Regions from separate parts of the Zea mays genome. Here region 1 is linked to region 2. The links are chromatin contacts, called in public Hi-C maps. All regions are on one chromosome and are shown on one strand. Each heading gives the region's core, a stretch centred on a gene start, on an enhancer-like site or on the middle of the called end of the contact. The rest is flanking DNA. Distances are from core to core; before and after follow the strand shown.

Evidence for each region. Hi-C and Micro-C count contacts between places; a contact is called where the count stands out from the background.
Region 1: a Hi-C map of endosperm shows a contact between it and region 2, with 2.4 times the contacts expected there. The contact joins the promoter of LOC100273803 here to the promoter of LOC100272250 in region 2. A contact is called at or near these places in 2 of 25 Hi-C or Micro-C datasets (endosperm and tassel).

What each region holds. Positions count from the first base shown.
Region 1 is chr1:305,086,444-305,093,558 of Zm-B73-REFERENCE-NAM-5.0, forward strand. LOC100273803 reads right to left here and starts at 2,475. Exons shown (of 3, transcript NM_001148205.2): 1 at 2,416-2,475; 2 at 1,821-2,302; 3 at 1-623. The coding sequence starts at 2,106. The coding sequence ends at 256. It overlaps LOC100383630, which reads right to left. Exons shown (of 12, transcript NM_001366826.1): 4 at 6,991-7,115; 5 at 6,725-6,824; 6 at 6,437-6,640; 7 at 6,236-6,350; 8 at 5,448-5,654; 9 at 5,036-5,137; 10 at 4,496-4,618; 11 at 4,279-4,413; 12 at 3,758-4,019. The coding sequence ends at 3,906.
Region 2 is chr1:304,810,068-304,816,285 of Zm-B73-REFERENCE-NAM-5.0, forward strand. LOC100272250 (putative protein kinase superfamily protein) reads left to right here and starts at 1,732. Exons shown (of 18, transcript NM_001146745.1): 1 at 1,732-1,848; 2 at 2,929-3,279; 3 at 3,361-3,439; 4 at 3,644-3,712; 5 at 4,141-4,230; 6 at 4,617-4,755; 7 at 4,842-4,944; 8 at 5,031-5,083; 9 at 5,444-5,510; 10 at 6,036-6,144. The coding sequence starts at 3,272.

The DNA.
Region 1 (7,115 bases), core at 1,225-3,724, 280 kb after region 2:
GGACGTCCCGTCGTTCCTGGACCTTACATCATGTACCTCCATCTATCGGAAATGGAAGAAACATGAACTCTAAAAATACACGCTGCATCCATACATCAACAAGATCACAAGTTAGGAACAGCATGGACGCCAAGAACCACAATGGACATGCCGAAATTTAGAACCGCGGCATGTAAGCATTCAGAATCGGGCAAGTCCTTGGCTCTACGACACTACCTGGTAAAGGAGTCTTGCTAACAAACCAAGCTCCTTAGCTTAGCCTCTGCTAAGTAGCTGAGTCTGCAGAATCTGGTTGTCTTCCAGCAACCGGTCGTACTCCAGGAGCAGCTCCTCCGACTGCTTCTGCAGCGCGTCGACATGGGCCTCTGCCACCGACGCCTTCCTCTCGTGCTCTTCGGTCTCAGATTTCAGCTTCTTCATGCCCTCATTCAGCCTCGCAATCTCTCGCTGAAGCCTCTTCGTCTCACTGGAGGACTTCTCCTCCTTTTCGCGGAGCGACCGGTTCTCCATCTGAAGTTTCTCCACCTCCTCTCTGGATGTGCTGGATGTTTTCCTCAGTGTCATCAGCTTTCGCAGGTAGTGGTGCAGCCGGTCGATTACAAATGCAAGGAATAGCGTGTATCCTACAAGGAGAAACCAAACGAAATGTATGAGAACACAGTGTCAGATTTAATTGTTAACTAGAAAGATTATACGCTACTTTTTTCAGAAAGGGGAAACAACATTGTGCTGTGCTAAAATTGTATGTGTTCGACATTCCCATCAAAGTATAGGTTCAATGGGAACTTCAAATATCCTCTGAGGCCTACCTTTACCATTTTTTTGATAGGAATCTCTCTGATAAACGGAAATTCTCCTTTGTATCATTTTTAGCAGATCCTAAACTGTAAAATGCGAAATATTTTAGCAGATCCTAAATTGTAAAATGTGAAACAAATTCTTCCCTACTGATTCCCCCAAGCGCCAAACTATTTTTTAGCTTGCACATCACCATTCTGAAAAAGTAAGCTATAACTGAGATTACTAAGCCATACTGGTATTTGACTGAGATCACTAACTAAAGCAAACAGCACTAGAGTAATTACAAAGGTTTGGTTTGGAGGACAAACGTTACATTGAGAACTCACCTTATCTAGTATCTCCTTAATATTACTGACTGAGACAATTACCAAGAACTTGTAAGCGGACAGTTCATCCATACCAAGAACTTGTAAAAAACGACTATAGTTAAATTCCAACAGAACGAAACAATTACTGAAGATAAAGTTGTTGCTACAGCATGGTACCATCTTTCTTTTTTGCCTAGGGACTAGGGAGCAAGGAACAAGAGTCATCGAAATGCAATCTAGTGGGAGTTCTTATAGTATCCTAATAGACTATTCTAACCTCCTATTCTTGAACAGTTGACTCTCCAGGTAAACAAATGAGATGGCTGCTGACTACTGTACTACTAAACAGTGATTACTAAAAGCAGCAATCCTTGACGGTAAAGTAAGACCCTTGTAATCAAGATTTCAGACTAGGCAAGACCCCTGGGTCCAATACAAAATGTGGATCAGAGAGCCTGCGATTTCTGCCCTTCTGAGAATCGAGTTCTAGATTGGCAACTGAATCCAGAAACATTGGGTGCTAGATTTCTACTTTGTCTACCACCTACGCTACGCATTTGAGCAACGATCAGCCAACCACTACTGAGTCAAAGCATCCATACCACCAGTCCATTAATAATCTTCTAAAAAAACCCCACTTGTCAACGCTAAGCTACTGGCATTTTGCCGTGAGTGAGGAATAAGCAAAGAAGGGCGGAGTGGGATGCTCACCGATGAGGGATGCCTCGAGGAGGTGCGTCCTCCAGAGCACCTGGTCCATGGGGCTGACGGTGCCGAGCTTGAGCCCCCTGTTCTGGATCTTGAGGATGCTGGCGACGCTGGACATGAGGATGACGGAGAGCGTGCACGCCAGCGTCTTGACCGTGGCCGGGCCCTTGCCCGTCTTCACCTGGTCCACGCCGCGCATCGCAAGCTCCCGCAGCGGCCCGACCTTCACCATGAGGAGCAGCGCCACCGCGCCCTCCGCGAACAGCACGAGGAACAGCAGTTGAATCATACCGACCGGCCTCCGCCGCCGCCGCCGCCGCTCCCCCCTCCCCCAATCCGCTACGATTCTTCGACCGGACCTCGCTCCCGTCCTCTCTTCTTCGGCGCCCAGATTAAGAATGGAATGGCGGTATGGCACAGGAGCGGAGGTTTGCGGCGGCAGTAAAAAAAAAAAAACAGAAGTGAAGTGACCACCTTTCCTTGGCCTGCGAAAAGGTGAGCCGCCAGCAATCAGAAGGCCTTGCAGACCGAGAAGGAAAACGGGAAGCAACAAGCAACCGGGGAAACTCCCAGAGGAACGGCGAAAGGAGCAGCTCACCTTGCCGAAAACCAGGCGAGGAACTCGGAGCAACCAAAGACTCCGCGGAGTCCAGGCGAGGACTAGGGGATGCTGCTGAAAGAAGTCGGAGGAAAGGGGGGTCGAAAGGCGAAGCGTTAGACCAACTCCAGCAAGACTCCGTATCCGACTCCGCATCCCCATTTTGCGCGGTCTGAGGCACTGTTGCGCGCTCCAGCAGACTCCGCATCCCTCTCCGCAAAATGGACGCCGTGTCCCTGCGCTCCCCATTTCCACACTTTCTCTCTCCTCTCCGCAACTCTCTGCGTGCGCGCGCGCCTGCTGGCGGGGCCCAGGTGTCATAGACTGCATGCGGAGTGGGATGGGGAGTGTTGCTGGAAACGGAGCCGGATACGGAGAGGAGAGAGAATGTGTCGGCCGCGCGTTTTAGGGATACGGAGTCGCACACTGCTGGAGTTGGTGAGCAAAAGACGACGGCGAAAGGCGACGTGGAGAGAGAGATATATTAGGAGTGTGCCTTTTATGTTCTTTTGGATTAACAATGGCGCCTTGGCATGCAATGTGATCCCGAAAGTCTCCTCCGGCATGCTTTGCTTTCGAGGGATTTTAGTTAAAAAAAGTTACGAGCAATGCATTTGCATTTTTTTCATCTAAAAAAACTTGATTTAATTTATTTTGTTTTCTTTTAAAAAATGGGCGAATGGATGTAATTTAATTATATCCTTTTGGGTTTTGGCCCCGTTAACCCTGAGTTGAGAGCGCCGTCAGCATGACGGCACAGGGGTGAGTAAAGGCGACAGGCAGGTTCGAGCCATGCTGGACGGGAGTGAGCACTGCAGTGACCACCGTGCCAGAGGCCAGAGCAGATGAGGCCTGTGGCCTGTTGGGAAGACAGATCAATTTGCCAACCACTGTCTGATGTAGATTTTTATTTTATCCCACTGTGCCAGCATCAAGGAGCAGGAGCTCCTAGACTTGGAAGCTGGGAGGACGAGGGCACAAACATCTCCCCTCAGGACTGGGCCCGAAGACGAAAGACGTGCCAAACAGAGACACAGGCTATAGCCGGCGACGCTCCTGTCCTGTCATCACCAGTGACACACAGGCTATAGCCGCTCCAGCTCCAACTCCAATCATGGCCGCAATTGCAAAAACAACACTTATTTGGTTCGTAGAGTCACTCATGCTTTATAATATGATGCATCATAATTTCATCTATAAATTTCCATAGGATCAACTCATTCATTACTTATATACTAATTATTAGCTTACGAGGAATGAAATGGTGATGAATCAACTCGTACTATTCTAAAAACCAAATATAAAAATAAGAAGTAAGAGAGAAATGTACCACCTCATTCATCAAACCAAACACGTCCTTGTTTCACAAACTGACAGGGTGTCATGTCGTTGAAGACTGGATGAACCAGTGCCAACCGTATCATTTTCACATACTGAGATATCTACGGGTTGACAATTTTATTTTATATATACTGACAGCGTTCTTTACATCAAAACTGGATGTTCTCGTGCCTGTCCTTTGGGGCAACACACTGCCATAGAGCTCTGTAGGAATCAATCTCTCTCGCGTCTATTCCTATCGCACGAAGGTTCCGTGCGTACTCCTGTAAAATAGTGCGACCAATAGAACATGTCAGAGCCCAGAGGTGTCACTTCGTGCTCATCTATAGCCACATATATAGGGGTGAGGCCAAACCAAGCTGGTTGCAACTTAAGCTTGGGCGCCAAATAAATCCAAAATGAGAACATTGTTTGATTTAGATGCAAAGAAGGAATATAGACAGATAAATTTTTCATGGCCATCACATTGCATCAATATCATTTTTTTTATGAGCACAAGGGAAGAAGGGGCAGACAGCAAACCTGAATATCAAGAAATAGCTGCATACAGATCTTGTCTGTATCAGATATGATGCTATCTGAGGCATCTGTACTAGCTCCTACTCGCCTTTGTGCACCTTGGCGCAGTCTCTGCAATGAAGACTCGGTTTTCCTTGCCTTCAGAATTGAAATGAATCGGTCTAAGTAACTGGTGGGTCGAAAACATATTTTCATAAGCAGATAGGCAATCCTTACTCACCACAGTGACAACTTCAGAGACCAAGTCATAGTAGGTTGCAGTAATCTTATTTGCAGACCCACGACACAACTTAGTTTTATCATCTTCTGATAGATAGTGCATACGGTCCCCTTCAAGAAACACCTACACGAACAAATGGAAAATCTCAGGATAAAAGACCTTACAGAAACAAGCGTATGAAATGATTCTAACACCGCCAGAGGTATGGCAAAGAAATATAGAAAATACAGGACATCATAATAATGAGATATGATGCATTTAACAACAACAACAAAATCTTTTAGTCTCAAGCAAGCTGGGGTAGGCTTTGCATTTAACAACAATATGACTAAAATACTACATTGACCAGAAATAAATTTAAAATGTACCCCAAACGCTTCCCTTGGGTAAATCAGTAAATGAAAGCCCCGAGGTCCTAAATAGCAAATGTATCATTTTCTAACAAGTGTGCTACTATAGAACATCCATGTGCTAGTTCAGCTGCTTTGCTTGAATTAGATGAACATAAATCGTAAAACAAGGGTAAAACAGTCCATTGACCTTCAGTGGATGTAAAATCCCTGATACATATGGAGAATGCCTGACTGGAAGTTTACTCGTCATCCTATATGTCGCTGTTATTCCTTTCAGGTGCTTCAGGTCCTACAATCAATTCAAAAATAGTTGCCCAGTCAAAGAACAGGAGGAATATAGTTTCAAAGTCTCATGCTAGGAAAAAGAAATGCTGACAAGTGCAACACTTGCCTAGGCAATATTTGATTCCTAAGTGTACACTGTGCAGCTTTTCCATTATGTTCTCTCTTTTGCATAGAATGTAAAATTAGCTCTTCACTAGCAAAATAATAAGAGACCAAAACCCTTTTGTAATCTTGTTTGCAGGGGAGAAGTGATGAACTGTGATAACTAAAAATAGGCAGGTAGTAGCATCACAAGTTTATGGCGTCCTACTCACCTCATTAGACTTCTTAACTATGATTCCAATCATGACATCCATTATTGCAGGCAACAGCTCCTTTAAAGGTTCAGCAGCTTGCAATATACTTCCTTTCACAAGATTAAATACTTCAATGGGGCATGACCCTAGTGACTGATTCACATGTCCAATAAAGCTGCCTGATTCTGAAAGCTCACCAATTACAGCATGCACATCATGCATTATCTGTAAATCAATGAACAAAGACATTAGAATTCACACAGCCCCATTGCTCAACATTGCATAACCTTTTTAGCGTAACAAGACTCATGCCTTAGGAGTCAGAAACAGGAAAGGCGCACCAAGACTAAGTAACACGAACTTACCTCCATTCATACAACTGAACGTACAACAATAAGGGACAAACAGGCTTTTCAGTTCATATGTATATGAAAAACAGAAGGCACTTACTAAGAGCTTGTATTACCTCAGAGTTGCCACAAATTGGACTACAAAGTACAAACTGCAGTTCTTTTTCCACTGAACCAACACCAGTACATGTCTCTCTAGTCAAAAGGTGGAAACAGTGACTTCCTGCAGACTTACTGAGCACTTCTGAAGCAACTAGTCATCTTATAACTACTTCGAAACTCCAGAAATTTCAAGCTAAGCATAAACTTAATACAGAAACATAGAATAATGTTAATAAATAGGACAATAGCACCCAAAATTTCAGTCCTAAGCAGCTAGGTCCATAGTACAGAATGAAAAACGCTAGATCCTATTGGGACATGACGAGTTCAGACATTATTGCAGATGTAACTTACATATATGAAATCTTCTATAGGAATAGACAGTGCCCATTCAGCATCTGCAGGTGAATTTGGGCTCCTGTCAGAAGCTTTACGTGCTGATAAACCACATGAAAGCCATGTTGTATACCTTACCATACAGGAACATACACAATATATAAGTGTTCACTAAACCATTGAAACAAAAGGGGAAAATAACTTTTGCAGTAGTTATACCTTGAAATAAGCTGCAAGGACAGACGGAGGAATTTATCGCAGTGAGAGAATACAAGAACCTCATCACTCCAACATGAATCCAAACTTTCTAAGAGCTTAATACTTTGTTTCAAGAGCAACGGTTTCTGTTGAGCCTCATTCAATCCAGTAGGACTAAAGGTATTTGTAAGAGTAGAATCAAGGCCACCCGCAATTTCCTGAAATCTTGCATAAATGAGCAGGTAGAAGTCAAGTTTTGATTCCAAGAGAGTACCTCATAGCATAAAAGATATACATATTTGTGCTTACCGCAACGAAAAGTAGACACCAACATTCCACTGTCGCATGAAATCTGTGTAAGCAGGCTCATAGCGTAACTTCGTTACAGCAGACTTGGAGAAGCAGTAGCCTGCAAAATAATAGGCCGATCATGACTCCAAATACCCATATGAACCTTGAATAATTTACACTGTAGCTTTTGTGGAACACAAGAATGAAAAAAAAAGATCCTGTGGGATCAAGTTCCAGTTCAGCATTGTTGGCAGGAAAATAATCAATCCACAACACAGAAATACCTTCAAGAAAATCAAGAAATCCTAAGCTCACTTTGTAGTTCCTCAAGAATTCTTTAGGCTTTCCAGGAGAAAAGGCCCCAGGCTTGCCTTTCTGGATTGCAGAAAGGACTTCTTTGAGTATTGAA
Region 2 (6,218 bases), core at 482-2,981:
GGACGACTTCCGATGAGTACTTCGTCAGCAAAAATCTCACATGCTATCATAGCGTACTCATCGCACCAAGTGCCCATACCGTATGGAACAAAATTTCCAAATAAACATCATTTATGAGACAACCAAAACTCATGGAAACATAAAACCTGCATAGCATATATGCTAAAAGTAATTCAAAAATATAAACTACAATTAGAAAATGACCGCCTGGCTTCACTTTTTACCAGAAGTCGTGTACTGGTGCACTGGTGCTGGTGTATGCCTAGCTCTACCGTGCCAAACAGCCCTTAGGGCTACTTTGGGAACCTCAAATCCTTTTCGAGATTGGAGGAGATTGAGGTGGAAATGAACTAATTTACTTTTCAATCTCGTCCAATCCTGAAGGGGATTTGAGTTTCCAAACTAGCCCTTAGAGTGTTTAGGACTTCATTTTTGTTACTCCAACCGTTAGACCTTAAGTAATATTATTTAAGAAATAAATCATTGTTATTAGGAAATAAATAATTAGATATTAAGATGAAACGAGGATAGAACCCTAGTATATTGGGTATTGTATTTAGGACTCGAGAGACCAAGACTTATAATCGTTTGATGAATTTTTATAAAATACGGTCGCTCTTGTAAGAATGTTTTATGATTTTGAGTTTTATATTTAAAATGAGAACTTGTTTAGAGCCTCTCTTGGATATGCATGATGTAAACTTTAATGATCGGATCGGATTAAAATCATTCTCTAATTTTATTTATTTTTAAACTAAAATTAACTAAGAGTTCAAATAAATTGTAAAGAAATATTTGAATCATGATCAATTAGCATTCGCTACGGTTCTTTAAAAAAATTGTTTCGACGGCCTTCTCCGGTTCTCCCTTCCAGGATAGAAATAGAATATGCCGCAGCATATATTTCTTCTTGATCCTGACTTGCACGGAATCAGCGTGGAGGCCGTCCATTGTTTATTAGATTATTATTATAATCGCTGCCATCTCTCCGTGTCTTGCACACGAAGGAAGAAGATGATTTGCTATATTTCCGATTATAATCACAACACAGATCGTGTCTTGCACGGGATAGACATACGTGATGTTCCATCTGTGCTAAGTCATAACACAAATTTGTTTTTAAATACATAGGAGATTTTACTATATAAACTGTGCCTTAGATTAGAAAAGATGATAATAATAATAATAATAATAATAATAATAATAATAATAATAATAATAATAATAATAATAATAATAATAATAATAATAATAATAATAATAATAATCTTCAAAGGTCGCGAAAGGAACACGCGGTCGACGCACAGAAACCAGCAGCGGCGCGAATGATCCAATCCAACGGCAGGCGGCGGGTGTACCGCGTCAAGTTTTCAAACCTGCTACAGTAAACTGTTTCCCCTTGGCAATCAATGCGGCCCCGCCCGAAAACCGAACGCGAAGAGCTAGGCGTACACCAGCCCAGCACCACGGTAGTTGTACACCTAGCGGCAGCGCGGGAGTCCGACGCCGTTACGTCCGGAAATGACGACCCTACCCTCGCCGTGCCTATCCACTCGGCCCTCCCCCAGGCCCCAGCCACAACTCTCCCGTCTCCCGGTCGTGACAGTACTGAGCCCACGAGGGCAGAGCGGTAATCTCGTACCGCGCCCGTCCCCACCCCAAGTCTCGCCATCCATCTATATTTTTTCGTCTTCGTCTCGTCTCGTCTTCTTCCCCAATTTCTCGCGGCGTCGTTCCGTCCCAAATATCGCCCCGCGATCCCCCACCTCGCCGACTGGCTCCCCCGCTCCACCTCGTCGACGGGCAGAGGAGACCCCTCAGGGCCGGGATCGGACTCCTCTTTCACCGGTAAGCATGCCCTGCCCTGCCCTGCCTCGGTTCGCGTCGATGGATTGCTCCTCGTCCTGCTCTGCCCTGCCGTTTTTCGTTTCCTCGCCGCGAGGACATCGGGTTAACCCTGGCAATTCCGTCCCGGAACGGGCGTGCCCGCCGTGCTCGCCCGCCGCGAATTTGCTCTGCTCGGTGCAGGTCAGAGTGCCAATTTGCGGTTCGATTGCCCTACATTTTCCCCCTCGCGGGTCCAACCGCGCCGCCTTTCCCCGTTAGGTAGCCCCTGCCTCAAGCAATCGAATCGGGACCCCGCATTCCACGACGACCCTCCCCCCGGGGCGTGGTGTCTACACATCTTATCTCAATTCTCAACCAATTGCGTCACGTCGTGTGACGCGCGTGGTGTTCTTGTTCGTTCGCGATTCGCGGCGTCGCTCTGTTCGCGGATTCGAATCTTCTAGGTAGGGACGAAGAAGAAGATCACCCCGCGCCTTGGAGCCACACGGCCGGCCGGCAGGCAGGCCGTTATGTGACGCGTTAGTTTCGTTTGTACTCTTGTACCACTTCTTTTCCCCCCACTTCTTGCTTTGTTTGATAGCTGTTACCGTTCGATCACCTTTTGCATTGTTCACGACTCACGTGCTTGCTACTTTGCCGCGTGTAGGCATAGCGACGATGCATGTTGGGTAAATTTGATTGCTTCTATCCTTTCGCTCCCTCTTCATCGATTTGGATCTCAACTGGACCTGTTTAAATCTTCTTTTCAGCAGGCAATTGAACTCACGCAGGGTATACGGTTAATAAGGCCAAAGTATACCAATTTGATTGCCGTGTCTGTCGACTGCACTCGCAACCGAATCGAATGTGGAAAGTGCCTGTCTCCAGAGGTCCTTTATAGCCTGTTTTAGGCTTTGTTTTGCACGGTACAACTGTTTTTCGGTGCACGAAATGAAAAACCGATGCATATATTCCTCAGGGTTTGCTTGCTTAGTTCCTGTATCTCAATGGCTTGTTTACTTAGTTTCTGTGTGGAGGAGGGTAATATTATGTTCTGTACCAAGTATTGAAGCAAATATTTCTTTTACTCTTACATTGCAGATTTTTCCATGCACTTTAGGCTAAAAATGCTTTGGTCTGAAACCTATCTGCCCTTTTTTCTGGCCGCCAACGGTTTCAGCCAACGCATACCAGTGATGAAGATCTTCCGCTGAAGCTTGCTCAAGCTGCAATAAAGCATGACGGTTGTGCACATAATGATGCTTAATCATTCATGTTGCGAAACCCTCCAGTGGAACTTCCTTCTTCTGATGCAACCATGTATAGGTGGACCTAGTTTTGAGGTGGATGCGCTGAGTTTTGAAGGTGGCGAGGGATCTTTGCTGCGGGGTTCTATTTGTTCTCAGTGATTTTTGGCAAACACTCTTTGGTTAGATTAAGAATCATGGAAAGGTAAGTAGTAAGTGCTCTTTTCACTTTTTACTTTAGATGGTCTGGAAGGTTAATTTGACCTTTACTTCCTATTTCTTACAGGTACAAATTGATACGGAAGATAGGTGATGGAACCTGTGGGAATGTTTTTATGGCTTCTAATGTAGAAACTAATGAAATTGTAAGTGCAAGAACTCACCAATTGAAACATTTTGTTCTTCCAAGAATGTGTGTACCCAATCGTCTATGCATGATGTTACAGGCTCAATTTCAGCAATAGCATATTGTACTCATTTGGCTATTTCACTGAAGAGACGTTATTATGAAAATTAGCTGGCACTTACAGCATTTACACCAACTAACTTGTTCTCTTTGCTCCATCCAGGTTGCTGTTAAAAAAATGAAGAGAAAATTTTGTCATTGGGAAGAATGTATTAGTCTGCGAGAAGTGAAGGTATTCTCTTTTGTCAAAGAGGATCACATACATATTCAGACCCCGTTTGGTTTTGGGTGACTAAAGTTTAGTCACTTTTAGTCCCTAAATAAGTAAACATGGTGACTAAAGTGGAGGGACTAAACTTTAGTTCTTTAGTCACCAAGAGGGTAACTAAAAGGGGCTAAAGTAGTATTTTTACCTTATTTGCCCTTTTCACTTTCTTCTTATAGCAAACATTCATTAATTAATAGGGGTAAAACAATCATTATTCATAGCAATTAATGCTTTTTAGTCTGGTTTAGTCATTGGAACCAAACTGGATACTTTAGGGACTAAACTTTAGTCACTAAATTTTAGTCTAGTGACTAAAGAAACCAAACAGGGCCTCAATAGATACTATCCTGCAGCTTGATTTTCTTAACAAAGAAAGAACTATTTTTCTGCAGGCCCTTCAGAAACTATTTCACCCTAACATTGTGAAGCTGAAGGAAGTGACGATGGAAAACCATGAGCTGTTCTTCATCTTTGAACACATGGTTTAGTCCTTGCTACATCTAGCATGTTTTTTACTATATTTTTGTATAAATTAAAGGAAGAGAAAAAAAGGCTAATTCACCATGCTATTCCCTAAGGCACACATTGGTGAGATGATGATTTGTGATGGTTAACACGAGAACGACATTAAATGTACTAATTTTTTGGTGTATGTTGTATTATATTAGCCAATTAGTTCACCTATGTTTCTTCATTAAATGAGTTAACCTATTCCCTTATATTTGTGATGTATTATGCTCACTTAGTGACAGGTGTATACTTCTTTCAGATGAGGCATCGAATTTTCCTAAGTTGCTTTCTTACTTGCATCTAACCGGTATTTATGTAGTTTGTTCCTTGCTGAAATGTCAGCTGATTTTTCTTTCAGGAGTGCAATTTATATGATGTCATAAGGGAAAGGCAAGTTGCTTTCCCTGAAAGGGATATAAGGAACTTTATGGTCCAGATACTGCAAGGTCTTGCATATATGCATAATAATGGGTATTTTCACCGTGATTTAAAACCTGGTAATGTGTCTTGTTGATATTACATTGGAATTATCTTATCTTTCTTTCTGTCAAAATAATTAGTTTTTTTCCTTCTATTTGTGCAGAGAATTTGTTGGTGACAAATGGTATTATTAAAATTGCTGACTTTGGGTTGGCAAGAGAAATATCTTCCAATCCTCCTTACACTGATTATGTTTCCACCAGATGGTAAGTTTGTGCATGAAATTTACAATTTGTTTTATATAATGATATATTTATGCAACTAAATCCTCAAGATCATCTATATTCTTTAGGTATCGGGCTCCAGAGGTTCTACTGCAATCTTCAGTTTATACACCTGCTATTGGTAATTTCATGGTGCCCTTGTCCTGCCTTTTGGTTTGATATTACCCTTTTAGTTATTTGTTATGTATAGTCTACTGTATTTCTAATACGACTACACATAATGCACGGAAATGATTTCTTTTATGCTGCAAAAGATTGCTAGGAAAAGATTAGTCGTACTCTGCAAGCCATTAGTTTGTCATGATTTATAGCTTTTCACATTTGCATGATTATATCCAAACATCAGTACACCGCATAGTTCCACACTTCCACCTCAACAAGGGGCAAACAATGAAGTGTTCTTTTCTCTTAAAATGCATAACTTTTCTCTTTGTGGCTTTTAGCTTGTGATATCACCATTAATAGCTGTGCTCTTTTTCAGACATGTGGGCGGTTGGTGCTATTTTGGCTGAGCTTTTTACACTGTCCCCACTTTTTCCTGGTGAAAGGTAATATTATAGTGCTGATATTATGGACGATCACTATAATATTTCTTCAGGAGTATCTATATTAGGTATCATGTATTAGTTCTAAGTTCTAACAGGGCCTTAGCACATGTATGCTACCTGTTTAGTTATGCTGATGTGAACTTCAGTTTGTGCGCTATATGTAATAATGTTTTATTTTCAATAATCAACTCCAGTTCTGCTGAACTGAACTTCCTAATACGCATGCTTAGTTCGTCAGTAGCCTGGAACTTCACTCTACACTGTCTGGTGTCTGCTAACTGCTATCATTTGCCTACTATTTTAAACGTTAAAGGCCTCACATATGCAACTGTGTCTGGAATTATGTTTTCATTGTTGTTTGTTCTTTGGCTCATGCCTTACTTCATTAATGTATGCAAGCAACCTTGTATGATTGATGCGTTGAAGTATTAGAGCTTAAGTTAATGAAGTGCGCACTGAAACATTTAGACAGTATTTTTACCATTGATATTGTGATTTTACATTGCTTCTTTTGTTTCTTAACAGTGAAACTGACCAGCTTTACAAAATATGCACTGTGCTTGGGACCCCTGATTGCACTATTTGGCCAGAGGGAATGAACCTGCCTCGTTCATGCAGCTTTAAGTTTTTTCAGGTGAATTTGAGTTCCATCTGGACTTTGGAGTCATCTGATTAAATGTTTCCAGGCCTTTGGCTTGATTTATTTTT